Regions from separate parts of the Sus scrofa genome. Here region 2 is linked to region 1. A link is a contact called in public Hi-C data. All regions are on one chromosome and are shown on one strand. The core of a region is the stretch at or near the end of the contact, and the rest is flanking DNA. Distances in the headings are between cores, read along the strand shown.

What was found. A called contact is a pair of places that touch in the nucleus more often than the background predicts.
Region 2: a Hi-C map of liver shows a contact between it and region 1, with 3 times the contacts expected there. The contact joins the promoter of PCCA here to the promoter of TM9SF2 in region 1. A contact is called at or near these places in 2 of 47 Hi-C or Micro-C datasets (heart right ventricle and liver).

Annotation. Positions count from the first base shown.
Region 1 is chr11:68,404,865-68,410,191 of Sscrofa11.1, reverse strand. It overlaps TM9SF2 (transmembrane 9 superfamily member 2), which reads right to left and starts at 2,358. Exons shown (of 17, transcript XM_021065854.1): 1 at 1,486-2,358. The coding sequence starts at 1,656.
Region 2 is chr11:68,918,876-68,924,202 of Sscrofa11.1, reverse strand. It overlaps PCCA (propionyl-CoA carboxylase alpha chain, mitochondrial), which reads right to left and starts at 3,280. Exons shown (of 24, transcript XM_021065866.1): 1 at 3,119-3,280. The coding sequence starts at 3,223.

The sequences.
Region 1 (5,327 bases), core at 1,109-3,608:
ATCCGAGCCGCGTCTGCGACCTACACCACAGCTTACACCCCACCGGATCCTAAACCCACTGAGAGAAGCCAAAGACAGAACCTGCGTACTCATGGATTCCAGTCAGATCTGTTTCCGCTGAGCCACCACGGGAACTCCCGATTGCTGTCAAATTTAAATTCGAAGACCAAATTCTAAGTTTTAAAGGCTGGTAACTAAAACGTTTAATGGAAAAACCAGGGTGCTTGCAGGACTCGCGCTCTCCTCCACTTGGAAGCACTATTTTCTTTCAGTCATAACCCCCAAAGAGTGAAAGCTTCCTGCACTGCAAGTGTATGGGAGCCACAGTATTCAAGTGCTAACTGTTGAGTAACCCATAAATATCCTTAGACATTTTTAGAGATCCAAGTTTTGAAACAGAAACTGTAAAATGCCATGAAAAAATTTAATAGCTTCTTTAGTGCCCTAAAATAAGCTCAAAATTCACAGCTATAGTAAAGTTAGCAGTAATAAAATAAACACCAGCTTTAAAAAAAGCAAACTTAGTAAATAAACCTATTTATAGATTGTAAAAGATTGCTAAACGATTATTTGAATTGTTAAAATTACTAATGGTTTCAAAGAAATTCTCATGCCCCAAATGTTAAGTTTTAGCAATCCAAAATAATTGTATATGTTTCCTGTCCTGCCCTATGCCCAATAATCTAGAAGCAGGTTACTTATTTCTCTTTTACTAGTGGTTAAAGTGAAAAGCTTGAGTTTGAGGTCGTAAGAGGTCAAAGTTTTCAAGGTTTACCCTAGAAGAAAAGGCCAGCTTCTCCTGTGGTCTGCTCCTTTTAAGTGTTTCAAACAACCTCAGAGAACTAAACAGCGTCATCTTATGTATCTTCTGCATATTAAAAAATCTTTTACACTTCAAAGGTAGAAATTAACTATGTCAACCATCACAGCAATTCTTTATTAATGCACTTTACGCGGCTCTGGGTGTTAAATTCCACAAATAAGGAAGTAATCGCTAATCGTGAGGTTTAAAATGCCAAAAACCTAGAAAGAACGAGCTCGTAACCAACCAGGAGTTCTAGAAAAGTAGCAAACTGGCAGCAATGAACTTAAAAGTTGCTGGAAGACCTGGCCGCCCCCTTCCTTGCAGAGCGTGACCGGGCTGTAAGCGAACACCCCCAACTCGTGGAACGCTCGCTGACCTGCACGCATCCAACTCCAAGGGAGCGCCGGACACGCACAGTCCCCGTTTCAGGACAGCTGCACACACACTAGCTCTCGGCCAGACGGGAGGAGAGCCCGAGGCCCACCGAGTCCTGCAGAATCCACCCCGCTACCAGGCCGTTCCGGAGCCTCCGGCGCACAGCCGCGCCAACCCCAAGCGCTTCTGGGGACACTGGACCGCACCCACTGCTACGCCCCCTTCCCCTCGGGCCCCGGCCGCCCAGGCACGGAGAGGCTTCCCCTTCCGACAATGCACCCGGGGGTCCGTCAGGCCGCACCCACCTTGCACTCGTCGCTCTTTTTTTCTACGTCGCAGAAGTTGACGGGCGCCAGGCCGGGCAGGTAGAAAGCGGCGCCCCGACGCGGGCCCGGGGCGGCCCCCAGCAGGAGCAGCGACAGCAGCCACAGCCGCGGCCACCGAGATGGAAACGACGCCGACAGCCTGGCGCTCATGACGGCTGTTCCGGGGAAAGGGCAGCCGAGCCGCGGGGGTGAAGAGGGAAGGAGGGACGGGGAGGCTCGGAGACGAGGACCAGGCCGCCGGAGCTGAGGGAGGCCGGCCCCGCGACGGACAGTTCCGGTTGCGCTAGGAGACACCACGGGTTCCGCAACAGAAACCGAACCGGGCCTCGACGGAGCATGCGCAACGCCGCCTGCACATGCTCAGTGAGAGCGGCCGCAGGCGCCCCCAGGAGTTTCCGGGAGCCGGAGTGGAGGAAATCCACTTTCCAGGTTTTCAGCGGTCCGGCTGGAGTGGTTGCTGTGAGGGAGGTTCCAGCACTCACGTTCCGATTCCAAATTCCGATCTAGAGCTCCCTTGGGGCCCGGCGCCGGCGCCGCAAGCTTTCTGCTTTGTCTCAGTTTCCCGCGGTTTCCGCACCCCAGTAAGCAAAGCAGTTCCAGCAAAATAGGAATCTGGTATCATCATCCTTGAGCACGTCTCTGTTGCTTTTCCTATTGAAGTGATGCCATGCCCTTCTTTGCTGTATACAGACGGATTTGTTTGTGCAGTGCATTTTTTGAGTATTTTTCAGGGAGAAACTTGTGTTTTTTGGTTTTTGGCAACACCTGAGGCATGTGGAAGTTTTGGGGGCCAGGGATCAAACAGGGGCCACAGCAGTGACCATGCCAGGTCTCTCACCCGAGGAACTCTGAAACTTGCTTTTGGTGACCAAAAAAAAAAAAAAAAAAAAAAAAAACAGAGAGAGGGAGAAGAGAAAAAAATGCACAAAAGTTGTGAGTTAAGTTTTATTCAGGAAATTTACTGAGGACTGTAGCGAGGGAGACAGCCTCTAAGCTCTGAGCAACTGCTCTGAAGAGGTAAGGGAGAAGCCAGAATATATATGGAAAAAAAAATCAAAGATTACTGATAATCAGGAAGAAAAGACATCTCAAGTTAAGGATTAGTGCTTTTCTAGGTATGAGAAGATGCAAGAATCTGGGTTCACTGAAATTATTCCCTAGATATCCTCTTAACTATCCAGGGTCAGTATCCAGAGCACAGTATACTCCCGTTTTTCTCCATCCTGAATTCCCCTCAGGGCACCCTGTCGGTGGGGGACTGGTTTGATCATTGTAGAAATGGAATGGTGGACAGTCTTTGTTTAAAAAGTCAATTCAGCTGAACCTTGGAGTTCAATCGAATACTTCAGAAGATGGTATTCATGTAGACTTTCTAGCAAGGAATCAACCCAGAAGTACTTCAGCTGAGAAATCAAACAGGGGCACGTTTACTAGATGGACAATTCAGAAATTTGTGGGGCCCCAGGCAATCCTATCTAAATTCTTGTGGGTATCTGCACGTTTTCTCCTGGACAGTTTATAACATTAAATTTTCAAAGGAATCTATGTGCAAAAAAGGCTAAGGACCACTGTTCTATGCTGGGGAGTAAGCAGAACATGCTCGCAAAGATAGTTCCCACTAAGAACTCCAGCTTTGGAACAGCACTATTAACTTATGGGGACCTTGAGCAAGTTAAATCATCAAGTCCCAGGAAGTATAATAGGATGTCCATTGCGAATGAAAAATGGTACCTGCCATATCCGTCATCAGAGGATGTTGCAGCCATGAAGACAGTACAGCCCCGGCTGACAGTGAGCCCTGAGGGAACTCAGGATGGAGACAAACTGCCAGGCCCTCAGCCACTGCAGCTACCGCCAACTGTGCACCCTGAGGGGATTCCGGATGGGGAAAAGCAGGATACTGGTCCTGGATAGCTAAGGCGCATACTGAAGGAGTATTTCCAGTGAGGCCAGACTCCTGCATCTTCCCATACAAAGAACAGTGCTAAATTTAATTAACTCAAGATGTCTGATTTTCTTTAACCGTAATCTTTTAAAGTTCTTACTACCTGGTCTTTCGCAAAAACAGCCATTATATCCTGGCTTCTCCCTTGCCTCTTCAGAGCAGTCCTCAAAGCTATCTGAAAGGCTTAAGTCCTCAATTCTGTCCGCCAGATAAAACATAATTCTCAACTTTAAGGTGGTGCATTTTTTTCAGTCAACACCATATTCTTTAAGTGGTTGTGAAGATTAAGGGGCAAGGGTTAAGCACTATACAGAGGAAAGGCATCAAGTGTTATAATAGAAACTGCAGGTGTAGGGGGTGGGGGTGGTTGGGGGGCCTGAGCAGTTGGATTGTATTTAGGTCACTTCTCCTTTGAGCAAACAATTAATATATTTGCCCAATGTATTTGGTCTAGGGAAAAAGAATTTATAATATTCTATTGTTGAAGTCATAGAGATTTCTAATATAATACGAGGAAGCGATGTTTCTCTCCATTTAGAAAGGTAGCAGAATAAAATTAACATTATTATTATTATTTGCTTTTTAGAGCTGCAATTGTGGCATGAAATTCCCAGGCCAGAGGTCCAATCGGGACTGTAGCTGCAGTCCCACACTGCAGCAACAGCAACGCCAGATCCGAGCCACGTCTGCGACCTACACCACAGCTCACAGCAAGGTAGGAGGATCCTCGACCCACTGAGTGAGGCCAGGGGTCGGACCTGTGTCCTCATGGATACTAAAGTCCGGTTCTTTTCCACTGAGCTGAGTTACAAGAACGCCAACATTTTTTGTTCACTACCTTCTGTTTATCCAGTACCACTAAATACTTGAACTTCACTATCTCAGTGCCCCCCCACACAAGAAAGGGCACTGCTGACACACCCCCCGCCCCCGTGCTTCTCAGGCCCCAAACCTGGGAGATAACCTAAATTTCAAGTTCCTTCACTCTCCACAAACAGTCCTTCAACAAGTTGTGCTTGCTGGACCGCTGAACTAGACTAAATCCTCCGTACTTACCATGTCCACAGCTACAGCCTAGTTCAAGCCAAAATCGTAGTTCTCTTGAACCTGTACTAAATGCAATAGCCTCTCAGCTTGCACTCTTGACAAAGCGATCTTAAATCTTTAAATCCCTCCGTTCTACTTTCTGCTTAACCCGCCCCCCAGGCACTCCTCACTACTTTATCACTACCTGGAGTTAACGTGGTTATTTGTTTACTGCCTCACTCCTCGTTTATACGTACACCCCGGGGGAGTAAGGACCTGGTCTCTGCACCCCAGAGCCTAGAGCAGCGTACGGCACATAAAGGAGACAAGAGCAGCAAGTAACTACAAAGTACTGCAGGTTTGGTACCGGCTGGACCATATAAATTCTAGATCTGAATTCAGAATCGAAGGCTTTTGAGCGCTGAAATAAACCTGAGGTTTTCCAGATGCGTTTAACCTCTTCCACTGACAGAGGAAAGAAGGCGGACTGAGCGCCCGCAAACGGTTACTCCTTGAGACTCAGCGGACGGAGCCGGGGAGTCTATGGCGGGGGGTGGGTCCTTCCAAATCTCGCCGCCCCCTCGATCCTCCGAGCTCAGCATCAGCAAAAACCCGGATAAGTGGAGTTCTTTCTCAATAAAAATGATCTCCGGACTTCAGACGCAACCCGGGCCGCCCAGCGCCGATCGCGCGTGCGCAGGGCCGGCCAGCCTCGCCTCGCCAACCCCTACCCTGGCGACCTTCTCCCCGCTTCCGCCTCCAGAGTTCAGACACGTCATCCCGCACGGCCGGGGCCGGGTGGGAGGGGCCGGGGGCGGAGCTCGGCCGCGGGGCGGGGCGGGGCGGACTC
Region 2 (5,327 bases), core at 2,031-4,530, 510 kb before region 1:
TATCAGCATGTTGGAAAGACTTACCTCCAAGCAATTCTAAAACATTCAGGAGTTCCCGTCATGGCGCAGCGGTTAACGAATCCGACTAGGAACCATGAGGTTGCGGGTTCGACCCCTGCCCTTGCTCAGTGGGTTAACGATCCGGCGTTGCCGTGAGCTGTGGTGTTGGTTGCAGACGCGGCTCGGATCCCACGTTGCTGTGGCTCTGGCGTCCGATTCAACCCCTAACCTGGGAACCTCCATATGCCTCGGGAGCAGCCCAAAGAAATAGCAAAAAAAAGACAAAAAAATAAAAAATAAAAAAAAATAAAATAAAACATTCAGATATGCTTAAATACTCTTTTCCATGACTAGAAAAGAAAATCACAGATTTTACAAAACATAAAGCTTAAGCATTAAAGCTTCATGAATGCACCATGTAATGAGAGAATCACTCAAATAGGAGATAGTTTGTAACTGGAAATGCAAGGCTTTGGAATCATACCATCCAAGGTTCAAATTCTACCTCAGATTTGGATTTTTTTTGTTTGTTTTTTAACCTAGCTACAAAGGTAAGAGATAATATAGGAAGAACCATATAAGGCATATAAAAATTCAACAAAGTATAGAAATTACCATAAACCCAACATCCTGGAGCCACTGTAAAATATAAACAGAAGGAAAAAAACTAGGTAAACAGAACGTATTGGAGTTCCTGTCGTGGCTCAGCAATAATGAACCCGACTAATAAACATGAGGACTTGGGTTCAACCCCTGGCCTCGCTCAGTGGGTTAAAGGATCCGGTGTTGCCATGAGCTGTGGTGTAAGTTCCAGATGAGGCTCAGATCTTTCATTGCTGTGGCTGTGGTGTAGGCTGGCAGCTGCAGCTCCAATTTGACCCCTGGCCTGGGAACCTCCATATGTCTTGGTTGTGGCCCTAAAAAAAAAAAATGTTTAAAAAAGACCAGAAAAATAACATGTCAGTATAATAATCCCTCTCTTCCTTCTCTCTTTGCCTAGAAAGAAGTCACTTTGTTCTTCAAAACCTGTTTCAATTTTTGCCTCCACAGGAAAACAATCCCTTACTTTAGACATGATATGAGCAAGTCACATAAAACATTGTGCTTCAATTTCCTCATCTGTAAATGGGGATTACATGGCTATTACGAGGACTGGATAAATTAATTCAAACAGAGTACCAGAATAGTATCTCAGACAGAAAGCTCAAAATCTCGACGTGGTCAAATCCCTCTACTTTATTTTCTTAGATACAATACCAAGACCTTTTCCCCAACAGCACTGTACATTTGTTTGTCTCCCTAATAGACTAAAATTAATAAGAGAACATAAAGTATATTCTTTCCCTAGAGTTGGAACATAGGAAGTGGTTCAGAAAGATATGCTGGGGAAAAAAACAAAAACAAAAACAAAAATGCTGAAAGGAAGCAGCTGAGGCCGAAAGAAGCGGCTTGTCTAACACACCAAACTTCATCTGCGTGACTCCAAAGCCCATGAGTTTGCACCACAGGCTGCCTCCTACATAAATGTGTAAGTCTTGCAATTGCAGGTGATGTGGCCAAAAAGATTCAAAAAAGATTAAAAGATGGGAGAGCAGTCGACATTGAGAAACAGGAGTTCCCGTTGTGACTCAGAGGTAACAATCCTGACTAGGACCCCTGAGGATGTGGGTTTGATCCCTGGCACTCGGTGGGATGAGGACCCAGCACTGCCATGAGCTATGGTGTAAGTCACAGACATGGTCCAAGCCTGAGGTGCTGTGGCTGTACTGCAGGCTGGCAGCTGCAGCTCTGATTCAAACCCTAGCCTGGGAACTTCGGTATGCTGTGGGTGCGGCCCTAAAAAGCAAACAAAAAAAAGAGAGAGAAACAATAAATGACGTGCCCACACAAAGAACTCTGGGTTTTCTGAGAGTGAGTGTTCTGAAGGTGACACTCAGCTAATATGTGTATGGACTTAATTTCACATCCATGATCAGCTCCAGCTTCCGCTCCCGTATTTTTCCACCTGGGCCTCTGTTCCCTCCTCTTTAAAAGAGGAGGATGTGTCAGGCAGATGTGCCACATTACCCCTAAAGTGTCTTCCAATTCTAAAGTGCAATGACAGGGAGTTTCCCGTGTGGCGCAGTTAAACAAACCTGACTACTTTCCATGAGGTCGTGGGTTCAATCCCTGGCCTTGCTCAGTGTGTCAGGGATCTGGTGTTGCCATGAGCTGTGGTGTAAAAAATAAAGTTCAATGATGATAAATCCAGATGCACGACCACTTTTTTAAAAGGAAGCTTAACAAGCAGACTGAATAGATAACTGATGGTTTCAGAGATCCTCGTATTTTAAAGAATTTGTTTAAGTGACTTAAACCCTACTAATAAAAAGTTAGGTGGTCTTTGTTCAAAAATTTCAAGAGTCTCTATGTTGCAGGGAAAAAGTGTTGAGCCGCACACAAATACTCCCATGTGTAAGTCAAGGTGACACCACGAACCCCTAGGACATAACAGAACAGAGATATGTTTAGAACAGCACAAACAACAGGCTGACCACTTTAAAGAAAAGAAAAACACAAGATGTATATATAGTATAATGTGGTGTACTACAACTAAGAGAGGCTCTCTACTCCAGCAAAGGTAGCAGCAATCCTGACATACTTTAAAAGATGAGATTAAACCCACAACTCTAACTCTACTTCACCAGCAATTTAGTGTCCCTTCACAGCAAGAACAAGGCAAGAGAAAATGAAAACTAGGACCGTTAAAAATACACTTGGAAAGCTCAAGCAAGACAAGCCTTAAACCTCACGGCCCAAGAACGGGAGGGTGGGAAATGCAGGTGGCTGTCAGCTACTCCCGAGAAAGCAAAAACAAGCCCGCAGGCTCTTTGGGTCCTCCGGCCCTCCATGATCCTCGGAGTCACAGCTGCGGCGAGGGACGCCAGCTCTGCCCTCCTCCAGGGCCAACTCCGTGGAGTGAGGCGAGTGAGGCGCGGGGACCGATGGGGAAGCCGGTCCCGGGTGTCCCTCGAGCACCGCCGGGGCGCTCTCCGCAGCACTGGCCACCGCCAGGCGGTGCGGGGCTGGAAGCCCACCAGGGAAGCCCAGCCCCCAGGGGAGTCCCGTCACTCCTCACCTTCAGGGTCCAGAGCGCCACGCTCCGCATCAGCGGCCGCGGCGACCGCGACCCACGCCGTCCTGCCGCGACCAACACTGAGCCCCCGACCCAGAGCCCCGCCATTGCCGCCCCTGCAGACTGGATCTCCGCTGACCTCTCAACCCGCCGAAGGGGGCGGAGAAGGGCAGCCCCTAGGCCTCGGCCAATCACGAGCCGGCATCCGCGGTCCCGCCCCTACTGCGGGGAGGAGGGAGCTGGCGGGGACTCGCGGGAACCTGGAGCCCCGCCGCAGGGCCAGCGCGCTGCTCTCGGCCCGGGAGGGAGAGAGGCGGGGCCGCCGGCAGGAGCCAGCGAGAGTGGGCGAGGCATTGAGGACAGACCAGAGTTCCGGCGGCTGTGGGTCCCTGCCTGCTAGGAGTCAACCCGGCATTGTTCCAGCGTCACTTAGCAATCAACCCGCAGCCTGGCCAGTGAACGTCACTGAATTACCTCCTCAGGACGACCACTCATCCCAGGGCCACCTTAGTCCCGAGGGTCCTGAGTTGCAGGCAAGTACCCAAACGAAGATCTTGTGGGTTTGAAGGCGTAAATAGCAAAAGCACCAAACCACGGAAAGATTTTGAACAAGCATGATAAAGGGAAATGCTCTAGGCCTAGAAATCAATGGTCCCAGCTCGAGCCCCGCCTCTGCCGCAGGTATTACCCTCTGTCTGTCAGCGGGATTAGCGGTAACCAGAATCAGTTTCTGTAGCTTGGAAGCAGGCATCCTTATTAATACAACTACTAAGGGCCAGACCTTGTGCTAGAGGCTCAAATTTTGTCTCATTTAATCTTTACAAGAACCCTATTGGATTATACATTTCCCATTTTGAGAAACTGAATTTATAGGGAAGTAAAGTCACTCAGCTAGTAAGTAGTGAAACTAGGGTTTGGACCGAGGTCTGATTGTTTTCAGGGACTGGACTTTTGTTTTATTATGGACATATTTTAACATACATGAATGAGAGAAAAATAGTCTTATGATCACCCATCACACAGCTTCAACAAATCAACACTCTGTCAAACTTGTTTCATCCATACCCCATGCTTATTTCTGGCTGGAGTATTTTGAGGGAAATCCCAGACATCAGGTCCTCCCACCTATAAATACACCAGTATCAAGTGCTCTCTCTTTATTTTGCTTCTCCTCCAGAATTACCTTGAGAGAGTTACAAAGCTAGGAATGCCAGAGAATGCATTACAACGTGGCAAATGCCAAAAGAGACACAGTTTGTTTAGGAATCGCCTAGAGGTAACATTTAATGAAGTTTTAAAATATAAGTAGGAACTTTCATGACACACAAAAAGTAGTAAAAGTTTCACAGGACTTCTCGCCTACATATCTAAGCCTGGACTCATTTCCTAACCATGAAATCTGTTTCAGGAGTTCCCTTCATGGCTCAGTGGTTTACGAATCCACCTAGGATCCGTGAGGATTTGGGTGTGATCCGAGGCCTCTCTCAGTGAGTTAAGGATCTGGCATTGCCGCAAGTTGCAGTGTAGGTCACAGACACAGCTCGGATCTGGCATTGCTGTGGCTGTGGTATAGGCTGGCAACTATAGCCCTGATTTGACCCCTAGCCTGGGAACTTCTATATGCCTCAGGTGTGGCCTTTAAAAAAAAAAAAAAGAAACCTGCTTTTTTTCTTATTCTTTCCCCCAGTTCTACCCTTTGGATTGATTCTCCTTATATCCTGTCTGTTTTATCTTACAGAAGTTATTTTCTTGAAAAATACTTGTGGCAGAAACTACTTGTTCATAATATCCTCCACTCCTTCCTTTAAAAAGAGAGCTCCTGAGTTTTAGCTGACCGCATGGCCACCCAACTAAAGGCCGCACGATCCATCCTCCCTTACAGTAACAAAATGTGGACATGTGACAAGGTCTGGCTTATAGAATGCAAGGACTGTGTCCTTAAAGAGCAGGGGCATCCCTCCATTTCCTCCTCTCTTCCTTCCTAAGAGAAGACATACTGGGGAGTGCTGGAGCAGCCATCTCAACCCACAAGACAGGAGCCCCACGGGGAACACAGCAGAGCAGTAAGACAGGAGCAGCCAAGGTCCCTGACACTGTGGGAACCATCTTATCAGCCTTCTACTGCTTAATGCATGGACTGCTAACATGACAGAGAAATAAACTTTTATCTTGTTTAAATCATTGTTATTTTAGTCTTTAATATAGCAGCCCA